Regions from separate parts of the Sus scrofa genome. Here regions 1, 2 and 3 are each linked to region 4. A link is a contact called in public HiChIP or PLAC-seq and promoter capture Hi-C data. All regions are on one chromosome and are shown on one strand. The core of a region is the stretch at or near the end of the contact, and the rest is flanking DNA. Distances in the headings are between cores, read along the strand shown. Region 1 holds the start of LURAP1 (leucine rich adaptor protein 1). Region 2 holds the start of BTBD19 (BTB/POZ domain-containing protein 19). Region 3 holds the start of EIF2B3 (translation initiation factor eIF-2B subunit gamma). Region 4 holds the start of AKR1A1 (aldo-keto reductase family 1 member A1).

What was found. Promoter capture Hi-C pulls out the DNA fragments that hold promoters and counts their contacts. HiChIP or PLAC-seq counts read pairs in DNA pulled down with a chosen protein or histone mark.
Region 1: a contact with region 4 is called in an H3K27ac HiChIP or PLAC-seq map of alveolar macrophages. The contact joins the promoter of LURAP1 here to the promoter of AKR1A1 in region 4. A contact is called at or near these places in 1 of 5 promoter capture datasets (fetal skeletal muscle) and 1 of 2 datasets of contacts at active chromatin or transcription factors (alveolar macrophages).
Region 2: a contact with region 4 is called in an H3K27ac HiChIP or PLAC-seq map of alveolar macrophages, with 3 times the contacts expected there. The contact joins the promoter of BTBD19 here to the promoter of AKR1A1 in region 4. A contact is called at or near these places in 2 of 2 datasets of contacts at active chromatin or transcription factors (alveolar macrophages and skeletal muscle).
Region 3: a contact with region 4 is called in a promoter capture Hi-C map of fetal liver, with 2.2 times the contacts expected there. The contact joins the promoter of EIF2B3 here to the promoter of AKR1A1 in region 4. A contact is called at or near these places in 1 of 5 promoter capture datasets (fetal liver) and 1 of 47 Hi-C or Micro-C datasets (embryonic fibroblasts).

The regions. Positions count from the first base shown.
Region 1 is chr6:165,204,346-165,211,051 of Sscrofa11.1, reverse strand. It overlaps LURAP1 (leucine rich adaptor protein 1), which reads left to right and starts at 2,861. Exons shown (of 2, transcript XM_003128025.4): 1 at 2,861-3,568. The coding sequence starts at 3,371.
Region 2 is chr6:166,525,326-166,531,825 of Sscrofa11.1, reverse strand. BTBD19 (BTB/POZ domain-containing protein 19) reads left to right here and starts at 5,101. Exons shown (of 8, transcript XM_021096773.1): 1 at 5,101-6,005; 2 at 6,264-6,500. It overlaps TCTEX1D4 (Tctex1 domain containing 4), which reads right to left and starts at 4,476. Exons shown (of 4, transcript NM_001032356.1): 1 at 4,325-4,476; 2 at 3,846-3,919; 3 at 3,363-3,749; 4 at 2,971-3,360. The coding sequence starts at 3,738. The coding sequence ends at 3,080. PLK3 (serine/threonine-protein kinase PLK3) reads left to right here. Exons shown (of 15, transcript XM_003128058.4): 6 at 143-238; 7 at 329-527; 8 at 625-751; 9 at 966-1,057; 10 at 1,299-1,392; 11 at 1,524-1,607; 12 at 1,701-1,863; 13 at 2,020-2,149; 14 at 2,339-2,452; 15 at 2,557-3,066. The coding sequence ends at 2,748.
Region 3 is chr6:166,348,830-166,355,448 of Sscrofa11.1, reverse strand. It overlaps EIF2B3 (translation initiation factor eIF-2B subunit gamma), which reads right to left and starts at 1,531. Exons shown (of 12, transcript XM_021096758.1): 1 at 1,431-1,531.
Region 4 is chr6:165,820,843-165,827,309 of Sscrofa11.1, reverse strand. It overlaps AKR1A1 (aldo-keto reductase family 1 member A1), which reads left to right and starts at 2,622. Exons shown (of 9, transcript NM_213890.1): 1 at 2,622-2,691.

The sequences.
Region 1 (6,706 bases), core at 1,612-4,111, 620 kb after region 4:
AGGAAACTCTCCATAATGTTTTTGGAAATCATTTGTTTTCTGAACAAATATTTATTGAAGGCCACTATAAGTAAACGAATGTTACTAGTTACCAAATCTTATCAATCTTATCCCCTAAAGAGTCCTCCATTCTGGTCTAATTATTCTCCATCCTCACAACCAGCCCCTGTCCAGGCTAAAATTTTAGTGTCTCGCCTTCTAGCCAGTTTCCTTGACTCCAGGTTTTTATCCCTTTAATCATTTCTCCTTGCAAAACCCAGAGTAGTTTCTCAAAAAAGCAAATCTATTTTGTCAACCTCTGATTTAAAACCCTTTCATGGGAAAAGGGAACTACACTGTCGGTGGGAATGTAAGCTGCTGCAACCACTATGGAGGACAGTGTGGAGGTTCCTTTAAAAAGTAAATGTAGAGGAATTCCCATGGTGGCGCAGAGGAAACCAGTCTGACTAGTATCCATGAGGATTCGGGTTGGATCCCTGGCCTTGCTCAGTGGGTCAGGGATCCAGCGTTGCTGTGAACTGTAGCAAAGGTCACAGACACGGCTTGGATCCCACATTGCTGTGGCTCTGGTATAGGCCAGCAGCTATAGTTCTGATTTGACTCCTAGCCCGGGAACCTCCATATGCTGCAGGTGCAGCCCTAAAAAGCAAAGAAAAGAAAGAAAAGTTAAAGAACTACCATGTGATTCAGCAATTCCACTCCTGGGCATATACCCAGAGTAAACCATAATCTGAAAAGATACATGCACCCCAATGTTCATTACAGCACTATTTATAATAGCCAAGACGTAGAAGCAACCTAAATGTCCATTAACAGAGAATGGGATAAAGAAGATGTGGGACATATACACAATAGAAGCATATCATGGACTATTACTCAACCATGAAAACGAAGGAAATAATGCCATTTGCAGCAACATGATGGATCTAGAAATTATCATACCACGCGAAGTAAGTCAGACAGAGACAAATATCATATGTGATCACTAATGTGTGAAATCTAATAAAAATGATACAGAACAACTTACACAACAGAACCAGACCGAAAGATTTTGAAACCAAATTTATGGTTACCAAAGGGAAAATGTTGGGGCGGGGGTACATTAGGGAGTGGGGATTGACATATACACGCTACTGTATATAAAACAGGTAACAAGAACCTACTGTGTGGTACAGGGAGATGTACTCAAGTACTGCGTTATAACCTATATGGGAAAAGACCCTGAAAAGAGGTGGATATGTGTACATGTATAACTGATTCACTTCGCTGTACTCCTGACTTACAACTTTGTAAGTCAACTCTGCTCCAATTCAAAAATTCTTAAAATGTTTATGATGAAAACGAACCCTTCCATGGGATTTCTCCTGTGGTGCAAGGGTTAAGGATCCCATGTTGTCACTGCAAAGGCTTGGGTCACTGTTGTGGCTCAAGTACACTCCCTGGCCTGGGAATTTCCACCTGCATTGAGTGTGGCCAAGGAAAACAAAATTTTTTTTTCTAGGGCCACGCCCACGGCATGTGGAGGTTGCCAGGCTAGGGGTCTAATCAGAGCTACAGCTGCCAGCCTATGCCAGAGCCACAGCAACTCAGGATCCAAACCACGTCTTCAACTTACACCACTGCTCATGGCAACGTCAGATCCTTAACCCACTGAGCAAGGCCAGGGATCGAACCCGCAACCTCATGGTTCCTAGTTGGATTCATTAACCACTGAGCCATAACAGGAACGCCCAAAGAAAATTTTTTTAATTAAAAGATAAAAAATAGGAGAGTTCCCATGATGGCTCATCAGGTTACCAACCCGATTAATATCCATGAGAATGTGGGTTCAATCCCTGGCCTTGCTCAGTGGGTTAAGGATCCAGCATTGCCATGAACTGTGGTGTAGTTCTCACATGTGGCTGGGCTTCGGTGTTGCTATGGCTGTGGCATAGGCCTGCATGTGCAGGTCCAATTTGACCACTAGCCCAGGAACTTCCATATGCCTCAGGTGTGGCTGTAAGAGAAAATAAATAAATAAATATGTAGGAGTTCCCACTGTGGTGCAGTAGGTTAAGAATCTGACTGCAGTGGCTGTGGTCACTGCAGAGGCATGGGTTTCGATCCCTTGCCTGGCACAGTGGGTTAAAAGATCTAGCATTGAGGCAGCTGCGGCATAGGTCACGGCTGTGTCTCGGATTCAGTCCCTAGCCTGGGAACTTCCATATGCTGCTGATGCAGCCATAATAAATAAATAAGTAAATAACGATAGAAATGTGTGGGACCAATGGAAGAAGGGAAATACAGATTGTGAGGTAAACCCATATTTTTCATAATAGGTAGCAGATCATGTGAAAGTTAAGACATAGTGCTACAAACCTATTTTGGAGTTATGAGTATAAGCACCAGGAAAACATAGCTAAAAGTAATTGCCTCTGGGTAGTGCGACTAGAGGCGGCAAAGAATAGGATGGCGGTAATAGCTATGTTTTCGTTACACATCTTTCTGTAATGATGGGCTTGAATAACTCGGATTGAAAATCAAAATCAAGCTAGAGCATAAAAAGTTTTTTATGGCACCTCATTGCCCGTAGAATAAAATCCACGCACAGAACCATCTTTATAACCTTGTTACTCAAGTGTGGTCCCTGGACCAGCAGCAGGGCCGTCGGCAGGGGGCTTGTTTGAAATGCAGAATCCCAGGCCCCACCCCAGATGGATGGAACAGTTATCTGCATTTTAACAAGATTCACAGAAACTTCACATATGCATAGTCAAGTTTGAGAGGCATCAGTTTTCAAGATCACGATGTAGCCCATCTGGACCCCTTCAGCTTCAATACTGGCTGCCCCTCATTGGCCAGAAGAACTTGACTTTCCACGCTTATAGTCTAAATTTAGTGGCTACACTGGTTTTGTGTGTGCGTGCATCAGTGGGTAGCTAAATTCCTCCACTGTTACAGACTCAGCTCCTCTACTCTAGGAAGCCTTCCAAAACCCTCTGCATCTCTGTTACCACTGTTCCTTAAAATCCCACATCCCTAACTGCAAATGCTTAACCTTCATTCAGCAAACATTCTTTGGGCGCCTGCTGACAACCTGGCTGGACTGAGTGCCAGAGTCGGGAGCAGGCGCTGAGCTCTCCTCCAGGTGCATAAGCAGGATCGCCCAGCCTCACCCATTTCGGAGCCAGCGCGCGCAAACACACGCAATCACACACGCACAAACACACAGAGCTCTGCGCGGCTTTTCTGAGGGTTACGGCGCCCTCCTCCCGCCCCCGCACTGAGCGGGCGGGGACCCACTGGTTCCGTACTAGCGGCCGAGGAAGGAGGACCCCCAGGAGCGGGATCCCGGCTCCGGTCGCCCATCCCTGTGCAGCCTTAGACCCGCATGGAGGGGACTGCGGAGTCCCAGACGCCTGACCTTCGAGACGTGGAGGGCAAGGTGGGCAGGAAGACCCCCGAAGGGCTGCTGCGCGGGCTGCGAGGCGAGTGGGAGCCGGGCACCTCTGGCGCCCTGCTGCTCCCAGGGGCGCCCAGCACCGGCCACGGCCTGGGGGACAAGATCATGGCGCTGAGGACGGAGCTGGTGAGTGTGGGCTCCATGGGCCAGGGGGCCGGAGACCCTAGCATGGGGCTGGGAGGGATGGACTCGCGCTCTCGGAGTTGGGCTGGAGAGGAGGGAGTTAAAACTCCCCGCCCAACTCCTCAGGATTCCGACCTAATCAATCTTTAAACCCTGGGGTCCTTTGAACGCCTTCCCCACCTAGGGTGGGTGGGGTGTTCGTGGGTCCTGAGGAATCAGGATGGGAGGTGCCGGTTTTTCTAAGTTTTTTTTTTTTTTTCCTGCCAAATAATTGGGAGGGAGAGGAGGGGACGGGGAAGCCCTGAGAACCTGGCGCAGCACAGATCTCCCGCTCCCCCTGACTTGGAGGCCACCTCTCCCGGCCTAGCCACCATTACAGGGCGACCAGTTTTTTCTCCTTCTGCAGACTGGGCCCAGGGTTTGTTCCTCTCAGGCCCCAGTATCCACCACAAGATTTCGCACAGAAGCGATATGGGTGAAAACTGCCTGGACTAGGGCCACTAAAAACATCCTCTTTCCTCAACACCCCCCCGCCCCCCCGCACCCACTTAAAATATTCAAAAGTTCCTAGAACCTTAGCAGACACACAGGAGCAGCGCCAGCAGTGTTGGTCCCATCACTTCTTCCTTTTTTTTTTTGGCTTTTCTAGGGCTGCACCTGAGGCATACGGAGGTTCCCAGGCTAGGGGTCCCATCACTTCTGACACAGTCTCCTTCCTGCCAACCCCCAAGTACACTGGATATTTGCATCTCATCTGAGGAGAAGCGAAAGAAGCAGGTACCCAAACTCCCCTTTCCTGTTGCTGCTCATCTAGATTCAGAGCCAAAAGGGCAGTTGGGCACACACTCCCCAGGCTCCCTGGTTCCGGGGAAGGGGGTGATTTACACCTGCCACCACTTTGCAGCCAATTCTGGGGAACTGAGGAATTGCCAGCCACTTTCTGGCCCAGAAACAGGAACCCACAGTAAATATGTCAGCGGACAGGTCTTCCTGGAGCCCTACTGTGTGCCCAGCTCTGTGCCAGGCTGAACTGTGGAGCGTGGGGAGAGGGTGGAAATGGAGGCTCCCTGACAACCTCAGAGGCTGGGAGGAGAGCTTTGTGGGCAAAGTAATCAGGGAAGGCTTCCTGGGGGAAGGGTTTGAATGCCCTGTGTCTACTTGGCCTGGAAGGTTGGAGCAATTGTTAAATTCTCCAGAGTAGGGCTGTAATTGTGCTGATCCAAGCGAGGGGTCCAGCTTTGTCTCGCTGTGCAAACTTTAGCTCAAGGCCTAGAAAGAGCTTACTCAGAGTGTCTTGCTCTGGAAACTGACTTCACCAAGTACAAGTGCCAGGCATCGTGTTGAGCATGTTACGAGTCCTCACAGCAGTTTATTAGGTAGATGGTATATTACAGATGAAGAAACTGAGGTACAGGGAGTTCCCTGGTGGCTCAGCGGGTTAAGGATCCAGTGTTGTCATTGCTATGGCTCTTGTAGCTGCTGTGGCTTGAGTTTGATCCCTGGGCCTGGAACTTCTGCATGTGCCCCCCCCCAAAAAAAGAAAGAAATTGAGGTGTAGGAGTTCCCATCACGGCGCAGTGGGTAATGAATCTGACAAGGAACCATGAGGTTGCAGGTTCGATCCCTGGTCTCGCTCAGTGGGATAAGGATCCGGCGTTGCCGTGAGCTGTGGTGTAGGTCGCAGACATGGCTGAGATCTGGCGTGGCTGTGGCTCTAGTGTAGGCTGGTGGCTACAGCTCCGATTAGACCCCTAGCCTGGAAAACTCTATATGCCGCAGGAGCAGCCCTAGAAAAAGCAAAAGACAAAAAAAAAAGAAAAGAAAAAGAAATTGAGGTATAGAGTCATACAAAAAGTGAAAAGCAGAACCAGGCTTTGAACCCAAATGATCTGCCTTTGCTTTACAGCTTCGCCATTGAGACCTGCTTCGCACCAGACACATGAAACGTTTTTTGCTGTCATTAGAGTTAGAAAAGCAATCATCATTTTCCCGTCTCACAGAGGAAGCACGCTTACACAAGTTAAGCATGCTTGCCTGCGCTGACAGTGGGAGCCAGGGAGTAGCCATGCCTAGTCTCTCTGGCTCTCTTTTCTGCCTTTGGAGATTATTGTTTATAAACTTTAAGGAGTACATTTAACTTTTTTTTTTTTTTTTTTAATGGCCACATCTGCAGCATATGGACGTTCCCAGGCCAGGGACTGAATTCCAGCCACAGCTGTGACCTACACTGCAACTGTGGCAACAATGGAGCCTTTAACCCACTGCCCCAGGCCGGGAATTGAACCCCCGCCTCCGCAGTGACCCAAGCTGCTGCAATCATTCTTAACACCCTGCACCATAGTGGGAACTCCAAAGCGGGTACGTTTAACTTCTGTTTGGGGAGTTCTCTTCGTGGCTCAGTGGTTCACAAATCTGACTAGTAAACCATGAGGTTGTGGGTTCGATCCCTGGCCTTGCTCAGTGGGTTAAGGATCCGGCGTTGCCGTGAGCTGTGGTGTAGGTCACAGACGTGGCTGAGACCCCACGTTGCTGTGGCTCTGGCATAGGCTGGTGGCCACAGCTCCGATTTGACCGCTAGCCTGGGAATCTCCATATGCCGTTGGTGCAGCCCTAGAAAAGGACAAAAAAAGACAAAAAACAAAAACAAAAACAAACAACTTCTGTTTGGGCATTTCTGACCAACCTGGCCTGGGGCCCTGAGCTGCCCGTGAAGAGCACGAGGGAGGGAGCTTTCCGGGGGACCAGTACGGGGTAGGGGGTGGGGGCCGGGGGCGCTATGTACCCCATGGATTCCTTTCTCCCCCCCGGGCCTCAGGTGTCTTTGGTCTCTTTATGCCCTCTGCCCGACCCACTGGGTTGCACACAGGGAGGACCAGGGGCCAGGCAGTGGGTTTCCTCTGAGCTCCTTGTGGCAGAGCTAGTCCAAGCCCTCTAAGCACCGTCCTTCAACTGTTCCTCTCCCAGTTTCCCTGCAGGGAGGGGGCAGGCCCACTCTGGAGGCCAAGGTCATCCCCTGCCTCTGGGCTGCTTCCCTCGCTTCTGCAAAGGCTGAGTGAACCAGACAGACTCTGGGATCTGTGGGAGGGGGAAACAATGGCAATGTCCCCTATTTAATCTTCCCACCCGCAGAACTGTTGTCAT
Region 2 (6,500 bases), core at 3,852-6,351, 700 kb before region 4:
CCATTGTCCCAGGACAAGCAGGAGTTCTCTGGCCTTTGGTGACAGGCAGCTGCTTTGTCTGGACTCGCAGTGGGGGCAGGGCTGAGGGGCCAGCCGGGCAGCCGCTGAACCTTGCCCTCTCGTCCTCCCTTCCCCCTCTCAGGACCATCTGTGGCACCCCCAACTATGTGGCTCCAGAAGTGCTACAGAGACAGGGCCACGGCCCGGAGGCGGATGTGTGGTCCCTGGGCTGCGTCATGTGAGTCCCAGGGTCGTGTGCACATGGCGGGGGGCGTCAGGGGGGCACACGTTCCACTCTACTCCTGACCCGCTTTCCTCTGCCCCACAGGTACACGCTGCTATGTGGGACTCCCCCCTTCGAGACGGTTGACCTGAAGGAGACATACCGCTGCATCAAACAGGTCCACTACGCCCTGCCTGCCAGCCTCTCCCTGCCTGCTCGGCAGCTCCTGGCCGCCATCCTTCGAGCCTCACCCCAAGACCGCCCCTCAATTGACCAGATCCTGCGCCATGACTTTTTTACCAAGGTCTGGGGCTCACCAGACACCCATGTCCAATCGGCAGATTCCCAGGGGATCGAATGGGGCAGGTGACAGAACCCCTGGTCCGCTCTTCTCTCCTCAGGGCTATACCCCTGACCGGCTCCCTGTCAGCAGCTGTGTGACAGTCCCAGACCTGACACCCCTTAACCCAGCTAGAGTTCTGCTTGTCAAAGTTAAGAAGAGCCTCTTTGGGAGAAAAAAGAATAAAAGTGAGTCTGGGTGTCAGTGGTTTTGAGAGTAGAGGGCAGTGGGGGGGGGGAGCTTGCTATGTATGTGTGGGGGATGCAAGTGTGAGTCCCTGCGGACCCCTGAGGAGAGTGTGTGTTACACGGGCACTTGGGTGTGCCTAGCTGTATCACCCCTGTAGGAAGTGTGTGTGGGGGGCTGGGCAGGATACTGAGGCCTCTATCTCCCCCCACCCAGACAAGAACCATCCCGAGGAGCGGGATGAGGTCTCCGGTTTGGTGAACGGCCTCACTCGGACATCCATTGGCCACCAGGATGCCAGGCCCGAGGTGAGATGCTCCCGTGGACAGTGCTCCCCTGACTCACCCCCACCCTAGCAGCTACAGGAAGCTCGGGATAAAAGAGGCCGGTGAAGCATCTAGCCTCGTGGTGGCCTAATTGGCTGTGTCTCATCAGCCAGGCGGGGCTGACCTGCGGTGCCCCGGGTGCCAGGGCAGGGCTGGGCCATGGACTCTCAAGGCTTTGGATTCCAAGGCCGGTCTCACTCCCTTGTCCTACTCAACCCTTCAGGCTCCGGCAGCGTCAGGTCCAGCCCCCCTCAGTCTGGCAGAGACAGCACCCGAAGACAGTTCACCCCGTGGGACACTGGCCAGCAGTGGAGATGGTGAGCAGCCCGGAGGCTGAGGGCTGGCGGAGGTTGCTGGGGCTGAGATGGGACCCAGGAAGGAGTGGGTGGGGGTCACGATCTAGGGCTTGGGGACTGTTGCCTAATTCCCAGTACCCTGTTCCCTTCAGGGTTTGAGGAAGGTCTCACTGTGGCCACAGTGGTGGAGTCCGCACTCTGTGCCCTGAGAAACTGCCTGGCCTTCATGCCCCCAGGTGAGGCTGGAGTCTGGGACACGTGAACAGTGGTGGGAGTCCTTTGGTTGGGAGGCCAGGAACAAGTCCTCATTGCTTTCCCTTCCATGACAGCCGAACAGAACCCGGCTCCCCTGGCACAGCCGGAGCCCCTGGTATGGGTTAGCAAATGGGTCGACTACTCCAACAAGTTTGGCTTTGGGTATCAGCTGTCCAGCCGCCGTGTGGCTGTGCTTTTCAACAACGGCACGCACATGGCCCTGTCGGCCAACAAGAAGTAAGTGCTGTGATGGGGTGCCTTGTGTCCAGGCCATCGAACTCTGCAGGGCTGTGTCCTGCTGTGTGCTCCTGGGCTCTGGGGCCTGGGGTCTCTCAGGGGAGGGCATGGGTACGGGTCTCCCCCTCACCTCTGTCTCCATCTCCTCCGCTCCAGGACTGTGCACTACAACCCCACCAGCACCAAGCACTTCTCCTTCTCTGTGGGTGCTGTGCCTCGGGCCCTGCAGCCTCAGCTGGGCGTCCTGCGGTATTTCGCCTCCTACATGGAGCAGCGCCTCATGAAGGTTTGTGGACCGGGGTGGGGCGAGTTGAGGACTCACACATCCCGAACCCCTCCTGTTCCCTTTTAGGGGTGGGTGTGTGTGTGGTGGGGGGTTGGGGATTGAAGCTCGAAGCGAAACCTCTAGGGGAGAGAGACATGAATGGGAAGTGGCCTGACCCGTATCAGACAAGTGACCTGCCCCTGCCCCCAGGGAGGAGATCTGCCCAGCGTGGAAGAGGTGGAGGTGCCCGTCCCCCCACTCCTGCTGCAGTGGGTCAAGACGGATCAGGCCCTACTCATGCTGTTTAGTGATGGCACCGTCCAGGTAAGAGCTCCTTCTGGAACTGGGAAGGGCTGGGAGGGCCAGGGTGTCGGGGAGGAAACCGCCCGGGGCCTTGGCTCTGATCAGTACCACCATCCCGGGCGCAGGTGAACTTCTATGGAGACCACACCAAGCTGATCCTCAGTGGCTGGGAGCCCCTCCTCGTGACTTTCGTGGCCCGAAACCGCAGTGCTTGCACTTACCTCGCGTCCCACCTTCGCCAGCTGGGCTGCTCCCCGGACCTCCGGCAGCGGCTCCGCTACGCTCTGTGCCTGCTCCGGGACCGCTGCCCCGTCTAGGTGCCAACTGCAGGGCCGGCCCCCAGGCCCTCAGGCCTGGGGCCCGTGCCTGTCAGACTCTGGCCCTGGCCGTCGTGGCGCTTCCTGTCCCTTGGTGCCTCACTGGGGGCTCCGGGCCGAATCCCCCAGGGAATCAGGGACCAGCTTTACTAGGGTTGGAGGCTGCCTCCTACCCCTTCTCCAAGAAAAGCCTGAGCCTTAGCCCCCAGCCAGGGGGCATTATTTATGGACCACTTTTATTTATTGACAGACATTTATTTATTGGGCTGGGAGCCCCAGGGAGGGCCTCCTCCTAGGATAATAAACCATTTTTGCAGACCTCGAGGCCTCCTCACTCGCAGTAGAGCCCGTGGACCGTGGCCACGGCAAAGAGCGAAGCGTTGGTGACGGTGGCCGAGGCCAGCCCGTCGCACGCGGTGTCCCAGAGCGCGCGGCTGGCCACGTGCACGCCCTGGCCGGCGCGCGGCCCGAGCACCACGCTGCACACCAGCTTGTAGCGCGGGGGGCTGAGCTCGCGCAGGTGCACGCGCGCCAGGTCGCACAGCTCCCGCGCCAGCCGCCCGGCCTCGGCGCCCACGTAGCGTGCGTCCCGCAGGCCCGCTGCCAGCGCTGCTCCAGGGCCCTCTGGGCGCGCGCGGCCTCCCAGCGCTCCCCGGGGGCGGGCTCCGTGCGGTACGAGGGCGCCGGCCGGCGGGCGGGCCCCAGGGGCAGGCCCGAGAAGCTGACCCGCCAGCCCAGCGGCGGCACGGGGCCCAGGGACGGGCGCCGACCCCCGGGCCCTGCACCTGCTCCGGCCAGCGAGTTGCGGCGTGAAAAGGACGAGGCTGGACCTAGCACGGAGCCGCGGCGGGAGGCCGGGCCTGGGCCAGCTGGTCGGGTCTCATCAATGCTGGGCAGGCGGCCCGGAGGCCGCGCCAGGGACAGTTTCTGCCCAGGGTCTTTGGCAAGCTCCTCCTCCTGACGGCCGGCGGGCACAGGCCTGCCAGCCATGGACCTGCGGACTGAAAGACCCCCGTTACGGGCAGGCCCTGCCTGGCCCTCCTTGTACACCGTCCAGTCTCTTAGTAAGAGGTTTTTACTCCCTAATTCCTTCTTACCTGTTTTTTGGGGACAGGTGAATCCAGGAGTCTGGGGCTGTGTGGATTCGAAGTACTGGGAGGGTTAAGGGCTGCTAGAGACAAAATAAGGGGAGAGACGCTGCGCAGACTGTTAATCTGGGGCTGTCCCTGTCCTCTGAGCTCCGCACTCGCTGAGCGTTGGAGGCTCCTTAACTGAGCTCAGAGTCCACTGCCTTTTCTCTCTTGTACTGGGCTTTACCAGCAGGAGAAGTGGGGCCGTAGTGGCCCCCTCTGCCTCCGCCTGGACAGGGAGCCTCCACCCCCTAACAGAAGGAGGCATAGACCTGACTCCTTCAACCCCCACAGACAGGCCCAGCCCTGCGTGTCTCAGATCCCGCCATCCTCCACCCCTACCTCTTCTAAGGCAGCTGGCGCAAAGATCCCCACAACTGGCTGAGGCTGGGGCCAAGTGACCCAGGATGGTCCTTCCACCCTCTGCTCTTGGCTCCTGGCCCTACCTCCAGAGTCAGTGCTGGGACGGCTGCCCTCTTCTCCCGAAACTCCTCAGCCCCTTGAGTCACCACAGTCTTTGGCTTTCACATTCTCTCCCCCCGGCCCCTGCCTGGCCGCCTGACTGGCAGGTGGGAGGGTAAGGGCCCCTTGCCTGTGTTGTGGGGTTGCCATGGGTTGCTGGGCAAGCACGCCTCTCTTCCTGGTTCCTTCTCTCGAGTCCAAGCTCTGACCTAACCTGGGAGCGTTACTGCTCTGAGCACGTGCTGAGTGCGGGGTGCCTGAGTCACCAGCAGAGGGGACAGAGGTTTAGCGCCCAAGGGCATACACATAAGACTGAAGGGGCAGATGTAGAGAGAGGCTCTGGTCAGAAAGGCATCCCCCACGCCAGGGCTTTTGAGCCGCTGACCTTCTCTCCCCTCGCGAAGCCTGGCTCTCCACTGGGGAGCAAGTCGCAGAGGCCTGGGATATGGGACACCTTTTGGGGCTGCGGGGGTGGCTGCCCAGGAATCGGGATCTGGGCCGACAGGAAGGAGCACGTCATGGGCTCGAGCGTTTCCACATCGGCTGCAACAGGGACAAACATTTCCGTTCCCCGCGCAGAGCTGGGTGGGGCTTGGATGACTTCCTCAGTTCAGGGCTTGAGGGGGAGGGGGAGGCACCCATCAGGACCCGGGCCTGATGCAACAGTGGTGACTCCACTTTGCATAAACCCTGCTGACCTAAGTGGCCTGGGGCTTGTCCCCAGCTGCCCACACCTCCTGGGTGCCCTAGTGCCCAGACGGCCCTCCACCCTCACTGCAGTTGCATTTCAGGGATGCCAGAGACCACGATGCCTCTGTCAGAGCTGACACCACCTCACCTGAGCCCCCACTCTGGGAAGGACAGGGCGGCCACCTCCCAGACAAACCAGGTCTGGGCCCTGAAAATGGTCCGAGGGGTCAAGGACTTTCCCGGTTGAGGGGGTTCCCCAGGCCTGGCTAGCCTGACCCTGACCCTGACCCTGACCCTGCCCCTGACCCTGTGGGCCTACAGGGGGCGGGGGGGAGGGACAGAGGGTTCGAACCCTGAACCCTGGACAGTCAGGAGTCAGGGCACTAAGACCCTGGCTCTGCTTAGGGCCCCTCTAGGGCTGAAGTTTTCGGGGCCTGTGGGGGAAGGGGCGGGGCCTCCTCTCCGCCTGGGATCTCGTTTCCGTGGAAACCCACAGGCTTTCCACCCTGGCGCTGCCTGGGCAGGCTCCCAGCTGGGGCCTCATCCACAGCCAGCCTCTCTTCCCCGTTCGGCCTGCTCCACCCCTGCCTCTCTGGGTCCCCTCCCTGAGTCCCTATCCCCAGCCTGAGCCTCCGGCCTTCTCCCCGAGCCTCTGATGCCTTCGGGAACCGGGGCCTCTCGCGCCCCATCCCTAAACTTCAGCTTCTCAGCAAACAGGGCTCCCAAGCTCCCGCCCCTCCCTCTCAGGCCTCTCTAGCTCCTCTGCAGCTCTAGGGCCTGGCCAGGCCTCCTGCTCCTTCCACCTTCCGCCTCCCTACAGACCCACAGACAACAAGCCTCCTGGGCTGCACCCCCTGCTTACTCCTCTACCCCCCTCCCGCCCCCACCCATGGAGCCCCCAGGACTGGTTGTGCACGGGGCGGTGGCGCCCTTTTCCACGGCACTCCGAAGCCTCGTCAACAACCCCCTGTACAGGTGAGGGGGCGGGCCCTGTCTGCGGGTCTTCCCTAGCTGCCTCTGCTGGGCCCCGTGATTCTGAGGAAGCTCTGGGTTCAGAGGAAGTGGGGAGTTGGGGCTTGAGCCTCCTCCCCCGGTGACCTCAGCCTGGGGAAGTAGAGGATGGCTCCTGGTCACTCAGTGTCTGCAATTTTCCTGCGAGCCGGAGGTGGGGGCGGTGGGGGGTGGAGTTCAGGCTCAGCTGGGTGACCTCAGGGAAAGGCTTTCCTTTTTCAGACCTCGGGCTCCTGGCAGAGAAGAGCCCTCTGCCCCCTGGATCCTGAGAACCGGAATGTGACTTGAATGCCTCCCTGGGGAGGGAGGCAGAGGAGCAGATGACCCCGCTCTGGGAACTGGGGACTCACATCGGGAATGAAACTTCAGAAACTGAGCCAGGGAGTCTCTACTGTGGCTCAGTGGAAACGAATCCAACTAGTATCCATGAGGATGAGGGTTCGATCCCTGGCCCGGTTC
Region 3 (6,619 bases), core at 282-2,781, 530 kb before region 4:
TGGTCTGTGCCAAGAGACTGGATACAGTTCCCTGTGCTGTACAGAGGGACCTCATGCTTATCCATCTAAATGGAATAGTTTGCATCTACTAAATCCAAACTCCCAGTCCATCCCACTCCCTCTTCCCTCGCCTTTGTGTTTTCTGAATTTTCTAAGATAAGGATAATTAGTTTCTACTTCACAGGGTAAATATTAAATGAGTTAATCTACGTAAAACACACAAAATAATGTTAATCCCGTGACAAGCAGTGTATCCATGTTTGATATTATTAGACAGATCATGAAAGTCTTCTGTGCCAACTGAACCACGATGTTGCATAATTCTGGTCCCTGTATTGCTATTCTTGCTTCCTAAGCGGCCCTTCTCCTGTATGTAATCCACCTATTAAACTTTTAAGACTCAGTTCAAGAATCATCTTGCCTAAAAAGCCATTCCTAACCCTTCCCACTCTCCTGGTAGAAGCAACTAACTCCTTTCCCCTTAGATGCTTCCACTCTGCTATGTACATAGCATCTCTGCCTTTACAAGCTTTATCATCCACTTGCTATTTCCTGCGAGTTCCCTGACTGTCATCCCTGTATTCCCAGCACCTGGCCAGGCACTCAATCAGTGTTTGTGGAATAAGCACCTGCGAACCTCACAACAACCCCATGTAAGAGTCAAGTTCAAACATGTGCAGAAGTGACATCAGAACCCAGGTCACCTCGATCTGAGGTTCCTGCTCTCCATGAGGCCCGGGGGGTAATCATGGACATGACTTTCCATGACACCAGGCAATCCGTCAAACGTCTCAATGTCACTGCCATGACTCTGGACGATGGGAATCAAGGCAAAGATTCATTGGCCACTCAATGGCTGGGACAGAGAGCACAAAAGTTTTAAGAGGGGGTGTTCATGGCACCCCAGACCTGCCTCCGTCAGAGCACTCACTGCCTTCTCCCTTCGAAAACTGGCAAGATAAAACATCATATCATAGTTATCCTCTCAGCGAGACCTGACTGCATTCCTCTTTGTAGTCCACTGTCTTGCACTTAAACAACTAAACACAGCATCAATGAACAAAGGGCTTAAGTGAGCAGAGCTCAGGCACTGTCCTCAGGGCGCCTGGTCCTGGGTCTGAAGCTCCCTGGATGAGACTTCTAGCAGACCCTGAAACTCCGTTTCCTCCACCTGTTGCACAAGGTGGTTGGCTCGGATTCTCGCCGAGCGCCCTTCTAGTTGGGGCACTTGGCTCCGCGGCCAGGTCGGGCAGGCGCTCCAGCCGGCAACTCCGGGGCTCCGCACCTCCGCCACCCGCTCAGGCCCTGCTCGGCCGGGCTCCAGGAGCTCGACCCCCTCCGGGGAAGCGGGGCTCGGCGGCCTCCACCGCGCGGCTCCCGCGGCCAGCCAACTCGCGCGCGGCCTGGCAGCGCAGAAGCTTCGGCTTTACCTCGGGTCGCGCGCCGCCACCGCTCCCAACGCTCCCCACGCCGCCGCTGCCTGACAGCCCAAAGGCGCAGGCGCGCGATGGCCGAACAGATCGATGGGACGCGCCGGGCAGGCCCGCGGAGAAGGGATGAGCGCCGAATGATAGATGACGGCCAGAAGCGCGCTGCTGGGGGGAGCGGAGGAGAGCGGCCGGCGGCGCTCCCTGTGGCTTTAAGTCCGTTCACATGTCATCAATGTCCGGGTGAAATGGAGTTTTAACTAAAGAACAACCCCCACCCCTTGGCTAAGAAGGCAGCTGCAAGCCTTTCAGCTGTGCTCGTCACTATACCACCCTTCTTGTAATAATGTAACAACTGTGTGCCCTCTGTCCCAGCCAGCAGCCCTGCTAATCAGGTACCCAGCATTGCTTATCAGTTCCGCTTCTGTAACCTTGCTGGCTCAGTTTCTTAGGGAGGAACACTGTCTGCTTGGGGATGGGGGGAGGTCCGGGATGCTTACATGGCAAAAGCAAGCCCTTGTAGTGTATAAAAGTTACTGAGAACAAAGACCTGGTGCTCAGACTCTGGAGGTGTCTCCTCTGAGCCCTCACCGGTGCTGAATAAATCTTGCTTTTCCATAGATCTGAGTGCTGTTTGTCTCCTTCCATTGCCACGGTTTTTGCGGTTTCCACAATACAGGGAGCGTCCCTCGCGGTGCAGGGGTCCTTGAAACTCAGGCTGGAACAGCCGCAGTCTCTTCCTTAAGGCAATTGTCCTTCTAGGATCGGTCCCCAACCACACTCTGCGATGTGGGGCTCCCCAGTGGAGAAATCACCAAATCTCTTGCAGGCCAACGATTGCCAAGGTTTTCTATGTCCAGTGATGCCTAATATGGGGACTCAACGTTGGCTTTTTTTTTTTTTTTTTGTCTTTTGTTGTTGTTGCTATTTCTTGGGCCGCTCCCACGGCATATGGAGGTTCCCAGGCTAGGGGTCGAATCGGAGCTGTAGCCACCAGCCTACGCCAGAGCCACAGCAACGCGGGATCCGAGCTGCGTCTGCAACCTACACCACAGCTCACGGCAACGCCGGATCGTTAACCCACTGAGCAAGGGCAGGGACCGAACCCGCAACCTCATGGTTCCTAGTCGGATTCGTTAACCACTGCACCACGACGGGAACTCCGACATTGGCTTTCTAAACCAGACTATTTTGGTGTGGACAACATCCGCCTTTAATCCATCAAAACGGTTGGGGACGCGGAATTAGGGAAGATCTCACTGAGATGGTGACATCGAACAAGATCTTGAAGAGCGTGAGTCAGGTGGATATTTTCTTGAAGAGTGTGAGTCAGGTGGATATTTTGAGTAAAAGCCTTCCAAGCGGAGTGGTCAGCAAGTGCAAAGGCCCTCAAGAGAGACCGCAAGTTCAAAGCACATAAAAGAGGCCAACATGGCTGAAGCAAAATAAGTGGGGCAGAGGAATGACGACCAAGGAAATCAGAGAGGCAATGGAGGAGAGGGCAGAGAATTCAGATCCTGTGGGTCTTTTTTTTTTTTTCTTTTTTGGCTGCCCCTTGGGGATATGGAGTTCCTGGTTCAGGGATCAAATCCCAGCTGCAGGGTCAACCTACAGAGCAGCTGTGGCAAAGCAGGATCCTTACGTTGGGATGTCGGGCTGGGAATGGAACCTGCATCCCTGAGCTCCAGAGATGCTGCAGTTCCCTTTGCACCACACCAGGAACTCCAGTCCTGGGGTCTCGTATGCCACCGTGAGGACCTTGAAGGAAGCGGAGGAGGAGCAGTATGACAGGTTTGAAAGGATCACCGGTTGCTGTAATGATAATAGACTCCCTGGGAGCACGGAGACCGCTTAAGAGGCTGCAACTCTATGAAAGAACCCAAACAGCTGCATCTAGACAACTCCAACAATTGCGAGAGATAATAATAAAATTTTTTTTTGATGTTTTAAACAGTAAGTTTTGGGGTGGTTTGTTAAGCTACATAGATAACAGGAACAACGGTCATTATCTCTTTCGCACACATTCCTGCAATTTCCTAATCTTTTGGAAGCTTCCTCTTTCTTTCTCCATCTCTTAAACCCTAAAATGCTTTAGCTGCCTGCCACTTATGAGGTAGAGTCTAATTTCTGCAATAAAAGTAAACTGCTTTATTCAAAAGTATTTATTGCCTGCCTGATACATGCCAACCAATGTTTTGGATGCTTGATGCTGGAGATACAGCAACCGAGAAACACCAGACTCGTACTTTTCCCCAGACTTTCAGCCAGAAGAATAGGCGCTCAGTGCAGAACCTACTAAAAAAAGTCCTGGAGTTTCCATCATGGCTCAGTGGAAGGGAATCTGACTAGCATCCATGAGGATGCAGGTTTGATCCCTGGCCTTGCTCAGTGGGTTAAGAATCCAGCATTGCCATGAGCTGTCGCAGACGTGGCTCAGATACCGAGTTGCTGTGACTGGTGTGGGGCAGCGCTGATTCGACCCCTAGCCTGGGAACCTCCTTATGCCGCAGGTGTGGCCCAAAAAAACCCAAACAAAACAAAAAACAAACAAACAAAAGTCTCGAAGCCATATCCATAAAACTGGCCTATCCTCCTTCACGTTGGGATACTGGTGATGAGTTGTTACTGGATATTTATTTTAACTCAAGTAAAACACTAAGTATGTTGGTAAAAGGGCGCCATGGAACGATCGGTTTGGTTACAAGAGACTCAAAACTTGACCACCCTCTCCTTCTGCAGCAAGACTCTCTCCTCTTTGGTATTAAGCAAGCAGAAGCCTTGGGAATTATAGTATTGTTTTGAGGTAAGAACTAGTTATGAAGTGAGAACTGCATTCAACCTCTGATGTGTCATCCATTTTATTTTATTTTATTTTGTCTTTTTAGGGCCGCACCCATGGCATATGGAGGTTCCCAGGCACAGGGTCGAATCGGAGCTTCAGCTGCCGGCCTACACCACAGCCACAGCAACGGGGGATCCGAGCCACATCTTCGACCTACACCACAGCTCACGGCAACGCTGGATCCTTAACCCACTGAGTGAGGCCAGGGATCGAACATACAACCTCATGGTTCCTAGTTGGGTTTGTTTCCCCTGTGCTACGACAGGAACCCCCTGTCATCCATTTTAAATGCTCATGTTTAAGCTAGCAAATGTTTTCAGGGAACTGGAGGATTTTTCTCCTACAGTTGAGGAAAGTAGTTGAGAGACTGCTTCAGTTTAAACTCATTTTCAATTATTCCCTTAGGGCAGCAATTCTCAAACTTTTTGGTCTCTGGACCCTTTATACTCTTAAAAATTATTGGGGCCCCAAAGAACTTTTGTTTGTATAGATTGTATCTGTTGATATCGACCATATTAAAAATTCAAACTGAGAAAATTTTTAAATATTAATTCATTAAAAATAAAAACAATAAAACCATTACATGGTAACACACTAACATTTTAATGAAAACATAACTATGTTTTCAAAATAAAAAAATAGAAGAATACCAATACCATGGTTTCACCTTCTTGCACATCTCATTAATGTCTGGCTTAGAACAGAACAGCTAAGTTCTGCCACCAGTTGTCACCTGTTGTGTTGGTTAATGAAAACCTGACCTCACACAGATGCATAGCTGGAAAAGGGAGAGATGTTTTAATAGCCTTTGTCAGATAATTGCGGGTATTCTTCTTTGATACTACACCAAAACTTATTAAGTGGTCGTCTGTTAAAGAAAGATTCATTACAACATAGAATCTTTTATATCCATGAACATTCTGTACTCTGTTATAGTACTTGCACTTTGGGCATTTTACGTATACATGATTTTGCAGCTTGACACAATGATCACTTGAAAAATGTTTGTTCACTAAGTTATATAGATCGTCCCAATGTCGACTCGTACAGTATTTTAAAAATCACTTGTTAATAGCACCACCAATCTCATCAGAAAAGTCTTTAAGAATATGCTGGCAAGCTTGTGATGACAAATATGAGTTTTTCAAACCTCTGAGTCTCTCTGGAAAGCTCAGCTATTATCATTGTTATCGGTTTTCCTTGAAGTGGCTGGCTTACTTCACTCACTTTGATAACTTCTGTCCATGGTTTGACGGTTGTTCTTTCAAGTAAATACAGTGTTCGAGGAAAGAAGCAGCAGCTACACGTCAAGCGATGGCTTTGCTGGAGACAGCTCACATGCTTCTTTCATGTGAATGGAGCCGTTACACGAGTACTTCCCATTTCATCACGTAAACTATCAAAAAGACGTGTGGAGTTCCCCTTGTGGCTCAGTGGTTAACAATCTGACTGGCATCCATGTGGACTGAGATTCGATCCCTGGCCTTGCTCACTGGATTAAGATCCAGCGTTGCTGTGGTTGTAGCGTAGGCCGGTGGCTACAGCTCTGATGACTCGGAGCCTGGAAATCTCCATATGCCACGGTGTGGCCCTTAAAATATAAAAATGTGTACTCAAAGACAAAGATTTAATAAATGATTGTATTGTCATTCAAAGACATTCTTGGCCAGCAACCTGAGCCACTGTAGGACAACACTGGATCCTTCACCTGCTTTATTTTTTTATTGCAAATATATGGCAGTGAAGAATACAGTGACTATTAGTACAGCTTGGTATCTGCTTTGGTTGATGCTAAAGCACCAACAGGTTTATCCACCGTTGCTTTTGCACCATCAGTGCAAATATCAATACAATGAAAGAGGCAGATAGTGTTTTAGTATTACTATGAAAGGAGATTGACCTGATAGAGCCCCTGAAAGAGACTTGAGGACTCTGAGGTCCATGGAGCATTCTTTTATTTGTTTTTTGTTTTTTGCTTTTGTCTTTTTGCCTTTTCTAGGGCCACTCCCACGGCATATGGAGGTTCCCAGGCTAGGGGTCGAATCGGAGCTGTAGCCGCCGGCCTACGCCAGAGCCACAGCAACGCAGGATCCGAGCCGCGTCTGCAACCTACACCACAGCTCATGGCAACGCCAGATCCTTCACCCACTGAGCAAGGGCAGGGATCAAACCTGCAACCTCATGGTTCCCGGTTGGATTCGTTAACCACTGCACCACGACAGGAGCTCCCCGTGAGCATTCTTTAAGAACTGCTGCCTCACGGGTTTCTTCTTTCAGGCTCCCGCTGCTTCCAGTACTTACGTTAGAGCACTCACCACAAACGACTGTCATCTCCTTTTTCACATGGGAG
Region 4 (6,467 bases), core at 1,373-3,872:
TTTTTTTTTTTGTCTTTTTGTCTTTTTGCCATTTCTTGGGCCGCTCCCTCGGCATAAGGAGGTTCCCAGGCTAGGGGTTGAATCGGAGCTACAGCTGCCAGTCTACACCAGAGCCACAGCAACTCGGGATCCAAGCTGTGTCTGCAACCTACACCACAGCTCATGGCAATGCCGGATCCTTAACTCACTGAGAGAGGGCAGGGATTGAACCCGCAACCTCATGGTTCCTAATCGGATTCATTAACCACTGAGCCACGATGGGAACTCCTGACCCTTGTGACTTCAATCAACTAAAGCTTGGACTCTCTGGACCATTGAAGCCTCTTCACAAATATGCATATGATCTTAGTTTAAAACTTCCCCAGTTTTGCTGTTGGGGAGACACTGCTTTGGGAAAGATCCCCACTGTTTTCCTTACTTGGTGCAAATAATAAATGCTTCCTTCTCTGGCTTGGCTCTTTGGCATGTCATTCACCAAGAGGCAAACCCATGGAGTTCCCATCGTGGCGCAGTGGTTAACGAATCCGACTAGGAACCATGAGGTCGCGGGTTCGGTCCCTGCCCTTGCTCAGTGGGTTAATGATCCGGCGTTGCCGTGAGCTGTGGTGTAGGTTGCAGACGCGGCTCGGATCCCGAGTTGCTGTGGCTCTGGCGTAGGCCGGTGGCTACAGCTCCGATTCAACCCCTAGCCTGGGAACCTCCATATGCCGCGGAAGCGGCCCAAGAGATAGCAACAACAACAACAACAAAAGACAAAAAGACAAAAGACAAAAAAAAAAAAAAAAAAAAAGAGGCAAACCCAGTTTCGTTTTTCTGGGGACAGCTCTCTTCCTCTCGGAACTGTTAAGTGGTATCTGCTTATTCTAAATTCTGATCACCTAAGCTGGAATCTGAGTTTCTTTGTGAGGACAGACGGAGTGAAATGTTGGACCCTCAGTCCGCCAGGACACCGGACCTATTGGTAGGAGAGTGGGGGAATAATCCAGGGAGTAAAAAATCATGGGGCAGAGTGGCACTGGGGGAGTACAAAGGAGGGGAAAGAAAGGCAGAGCTACACCAGGACAAATCTTCTTGCCCACTTTCACCAAGGAAAACATAAATTCAAGATACCTCTCACCCCAAACAGTAAAGGCTATTTCAAATCTCCGAACTGTAACTTAATAGCTATGTGAGTGAGCAAGGTAAACCTTGCTGAATCTGTATAATTTGCAAAATATAACATAAATACCTTCTCACAGGCGGCTTCAAGTGTGATGCTAACATCTGTATCTTCATCTGGCTGGTGGTTACTTGGAATCACAGTTGTATGCTTAAGATTTGTACCTTTGGGAGTTCTTGTGGCTCAGGGGAAACTAACCCTTCTAATATCCATGAGGATGAAGGTTTGATCCCTGGCCCTGGCTCAGTGGGTTAAGGAGCCTGAGCTGCAGTGTAGGTCGCTGATGTAGCTTAGATCTGGACTTGCTGTGGCTTAGGCCGGCGGGTGTAGCTCTGATTCAACCCCTAGCCTGGGAACTTCCATATGCTACAGGTGTGGCCCTAAAAAGCAAAAAATGAAAAAATAAAAGGGACTTGTGCTTTTGGAGTTCCTGCCGTGGCTCAAGGGGATATAGCAGTGTCTCTGCTGCACCAGGATGCAGGTTCCACCCACCCTCCCCAGTGGGTTAAAGGATCCCAAGTTGCCACAGCTGCATAGGTTGCAACTGCGGCTTGTCCCTGGCCTGCGAACTTCTTATGCCTACCACGGCCAAGGGAAAAACAAAACAAAACAAAACAAAAACCACCCCCCAAAAACTCTGTACATTTTTCTGTATGTATGCTATACTTCAGTAAAAAAGGATTACAATAAATAAAATTAAAAAGGGCATCGTCCCCCCTTCCAGGGTTGTTGGGAACACTGAAGACTCATGTTTATAAAGCGCACACACACACGCACACACACACAATAAATGCGCTGCCAGGGGCCGTGGTCCGGATACAGGGACCAAGAACTTTAATCTCTTGAAGCCCGTAGATTCCAGATCTTCCCAAACAGTCAACCTTTGTGCTGAGGCTACTCTCGGCTTCAGTTGGTGCAACCAAACAATGGGACACATTTAGGGGTGTTCCGGGACCTTGGCCAATCCGACTCTTCGGAAACTAATGGAGGAACCGAGCAAGAGCTGGGACTGCAAAGCCGGAGGAACGAGCCGCCACGTAGGGCCCAGAACCCGCCCCCTCCAGACGAGGAAGGAGCGGCCGCTGCCCGGGGCGGTGCTGGGGGCACCGTGGCGGGGCCTGACTCGGCCCCCGGAGCCTCCCACCAGTGCCGCGCAGCGAGCTCTGCTCGTCGGCCGAGCTCTCTAAACCCACGTGGCGGAGGGTGTCAGCGCTCCAGCCGATCCACCCACCAGCATCCTGCGGAAGGGGTGGTGCAGACGCCCCTCTCGGGCTTCCACGCCGCCACGCCTTTCTGGAGGCTCGGGCGGGGGTCCCCCTCGGCGCGGGATGCTGAACCCCGGCCTCAGCTCCTCCTCCGGCAGGGGAGGAGCTTCCGCTTCGCCGCCAGACTTAAGTGAAGTCCCCGCCTCCAGGCGCAAGCTGGGGTTTCCTGCTGCCCACCCATCTCGGGAACCGAGGCCTGTTGAGTCACTAGCAGGGCACACGACTGACCTGAGAAACCAGGAGAAGTTACTCTCTGCTCGAGCCGAGGTGAGTTTCTCCTCTGCTGCCCCATTTTTGTCGCCTTGGAGATGGCCTCGACCCTTCAGGACAGAAGTGTCCGCCCCGGGCTCGAGCGAAGTATATGCTCCGGGGGCGGCCGGATGTGCTTTAAGATCCTCTTATTTGCTGAACGATCTTGGATGCGCTCATAGTTTGTCTACACCTCAGTTTTATCAGTGCTAAAGTCAGTTCCTACCTCGGAACTGTCGCAGTAGTGGCTTAAAGCTCCTGGCACATACTGTGTTAGTTGCCATCTTCCTTTTGTCTGCCCACGAACACGGTTTTTCCAGGAACTCTGGCTTTGATACGGAATTGCTGAGATGCTTTTCAGAAGTGGCAGGAGGGGAGTTTGCTGGCTTAGGCACCTGCCTTAGGTTTGGGAAAGCCAGGGCATGTTTTTCTGTTGCCCCCGTGCTCTGTGAAAGTGAGGTGGAATCTGAACCTTCACCAGATGGGGCTATTATTAATTAACTCTTACCTTCAGGGCTGCAGGACCTCTCTTGGAAGAGTCTCGAAGGCCTTGATCAGTCCTGGTTCTTTTTTTTTTTTTTTTTTTTTTTCCCACTGTACAGCAAGGGGGTCAGGTTATCCTTAGATGTATACATTGCAGTTACAGTTTTTTCCCCAGTCCTGGTTCTTTATCCAAGTGCTCAGTTTTCGTATCTGTGATACAAGAACAATCTCTTTCCAGAGCCACTGGGAATTTTTTTTTCCTGAAGATTGTAAAGTGCTTTGATATTTTCCAGAGATGATTCTTTCCAGGTTATCAAAGAAGTCAAAGAAGAAGGCGCTGGAGGCAGTGACTTTGTCAAAAGCCCCTCCAGCCGTGGAGACCTCCTTCATTAGCCTCTGTGTGGGGGCTGGCAGAGGGGTGTGCAGGCACTCCAGGAGTGAGGGCTTTAGGCAAATGACAAGCCCTGGCCTCGAGGAGTGCACAGATTTGTGGGGGAAACTGAAACGAACAAACGGATGCAGCAGCAGTGTGCACAAGCTTTCTGTGTATGGGAGGAGCCAGAAGTGGTAGCTGAAGGTGAGCAGCCGTCAGCCGGGCCAGGGTAGGAACTTGGGGAAGGAAGGGGTGCAGCGGCTTGGAGTCAAGTAAGTGGTGGCTGGTTCTGCAAAGACGAGGATATGCAGTCTGAAATGAAGAGGTGGAGAAATGAGCAAGTGTGTGCCAGAGGACGAAGGGTACTGCTGAGGAGCTTGGACTTTATCCCGAGGGTAGGAGAGGACCACCGCAAGAGAGCCTGGGAGTTGCATGGCTAGATTTGGTGACTGCTTTGTGGTGAGAGGGGCCACACTGGAAGCAGAGAGATCCCAGGACGGGAGAGTTCCAGCTGGAGCAGGGGCCCTGCAGGTGGATATGCATGGGCTGGATAAAGATTTAAGATACGTGTTTTGTTTGTTTGGGCCGAGCTCATGGCGTGTGGAAGTTCCCAGACCAGGGATCAAACCTGCGCCACAGCCGTGACCCAAGCCACTGCAGTGACAACACTGGATTCTTAACCTGCTGTGCCACAGAACTCCAGGAAGTATATATTTTAACGTCTTTTCACATATATCAAGAAGTACAGGGAGCGTTATTGCGGTCTTAGGTTTTACATTACAGTTTAGAGGAAAAGTAACTTTTAAAAAATATATTTACAGGATTTTTTTTTTTTTTCCTTTTTTTGGTCTTTTTAGGGCCGAACCCGAGGCATATAGAAGTTCCCAGGCTAGGGGTCAGATCAGAGCTGCAGCTGCCGGCCTACACCATAAGCCACAGCAACACCAGAACCGAGCCATATCTGCAATCTATACCACAGATCACGGCAACACTGGATCCTTAACCCACTGAGTGAGGCCAGGGATTGAACCCGTGTCCTCATGGATACTAGTTGGCTTTGTTACTGCTGAGCCACAATGGGAACTCCCTTTACAGGATTTTTTTTGTTTTTTAAACAGGATTTTTTTTTTTTTTTTTTTTTTTGGGTTGTCTTTTGGAGCTGCACCCGAGGCATATGGAGATTCCCAGGCTATGGGTCTAATCGGAGCTACAGCTGCCGGCCTACGCCAGAGTCACAGCAACACCAGATCCTTAACCCACTGAGTGAGGCCAGCGATCAAACTTGCAACCTCATCGTTCCTAGTCAGATTCGTTTCGGCTGCACCAGGATGGGAACTCCTAAACAGGATTTTTAACACAGCCAGATAGACCAAATCTTGGCCAGCATTGCATTTTTAAGTGGATTGCCCTGCTGGCTTCTTTGAAGAGCAAGAGAAGATATGCTCCCCTCCCCATCACCTGTCAAAACCCTATCCTGATCATACTGATAAATGCCTCAAGGAGTTCCCATCATGGCTCAGCAGAAACGAATCTGACTAGTATCCATGAAGACACAGGTTCAATCCCTGGCCTCGATCTGTGGGTTAAGGATCTGGCATTGCCGAGAGCTGTGGTATAGGTCACAGACGAAGCTCAGATCCCATGTGGCTGCGGCTGTGGTGTCGGCTGGTGGCTGTAGCTCCAATTCAACCCCTAGCCTGGGAACCTCCTTATGCTGCGGGAGTGGCCCTAAAAAGACAAAAAAAAAAAAAAAAAAAAAAAAGAAAAGAAAAGAAAATAGAAAAGAAGAAATGCCTCAAACATTTTTTTTTTTTTCCTTTTTAGGGCCACACCCACAGCATGTGGAAGTTCCCAGGCTAGGGGTTGAATCGAGATACAGCTGTTGTCCTCCGCCAGAGCCACAGCAACTCAGGGTCTGATCCATGTCTGCAGCCTACACCACAGCTCATGTTAGATCCCTGACCCACTGAGGAAGGCCAGGGATTGAACCCGCATCCTCATGGTTGCTAGTCGAATTCGTTTCTGCTGTACCACAATGGGAACTCCCAAACAAACTGAATTTTTTTTTTTTTTTTTTTTTTTGTCTTTCTGTCTTTTCTGGGGCTGCACCCGAGGCATATGGAGGTTCCCAGGCTAGGGGTCTAATCAGAGCTACAGCTGCCAACCTACACCACAGCCACAGCAACACCAGATCCAAGCCGCATCTGTGACCTACACCACAGCTCAAGGCAACACCAGATCCTTAACCCACTGAGCAAGGCCAGGGATGGAAGCCACAACTTCATGGTTCCTAGTTGGATTCATTAACCGCTGAGCCACGACGGAAACTCCACAAACTGAAATATTTTAAATGGCTTTTTTTTTTTTTTTTTTTTGATGGCTTGTACTGTGAGCCTGTCTAGTTTGCTTTATCCAAGGCCTTGAGTCCCTGGTGCGATAGAGAATAAGAACGAAGAGCATGGTCGGGCACTGTGCAGAGTGCTTTATATAGAATATCTTTTCAGAATGGGGGAGCCGACACCCAGGTCCAGATCTGTGCAGCCCCAGAGCTTGAACTCTTTCCTCTGTGCTCTGTTGCTGGATTTGATAAGTATAGCTTTGTTTTTCTTGTTCTCCTTTGGCTGCCCTGCAGCTTATGGAGTTCCTGGGCCTGGGATCCGATCCAAAGCTCCGTTGCGACCTATACCATAGCTGCCACTATGCTGGGTCCTTTATCCCACTGTGCCAGACCAGGGATTGAACCTGCGTCCTGGTGCTGCAGAGACTGCCACCCCTACGGATCCCATGGCGCCACAGCGGAAACTCTCAGTGCAGTTTTAGACACGATGAGTCTCAGGCCCTGTAGGACATCCTGGTGGAGATGTCCAGAGGGAGGTGGGAAGGATTAGTGCTTCGGATGATAACTGAAGGTGTGAGCTCGCCAAGAGTGAGAGGGGGC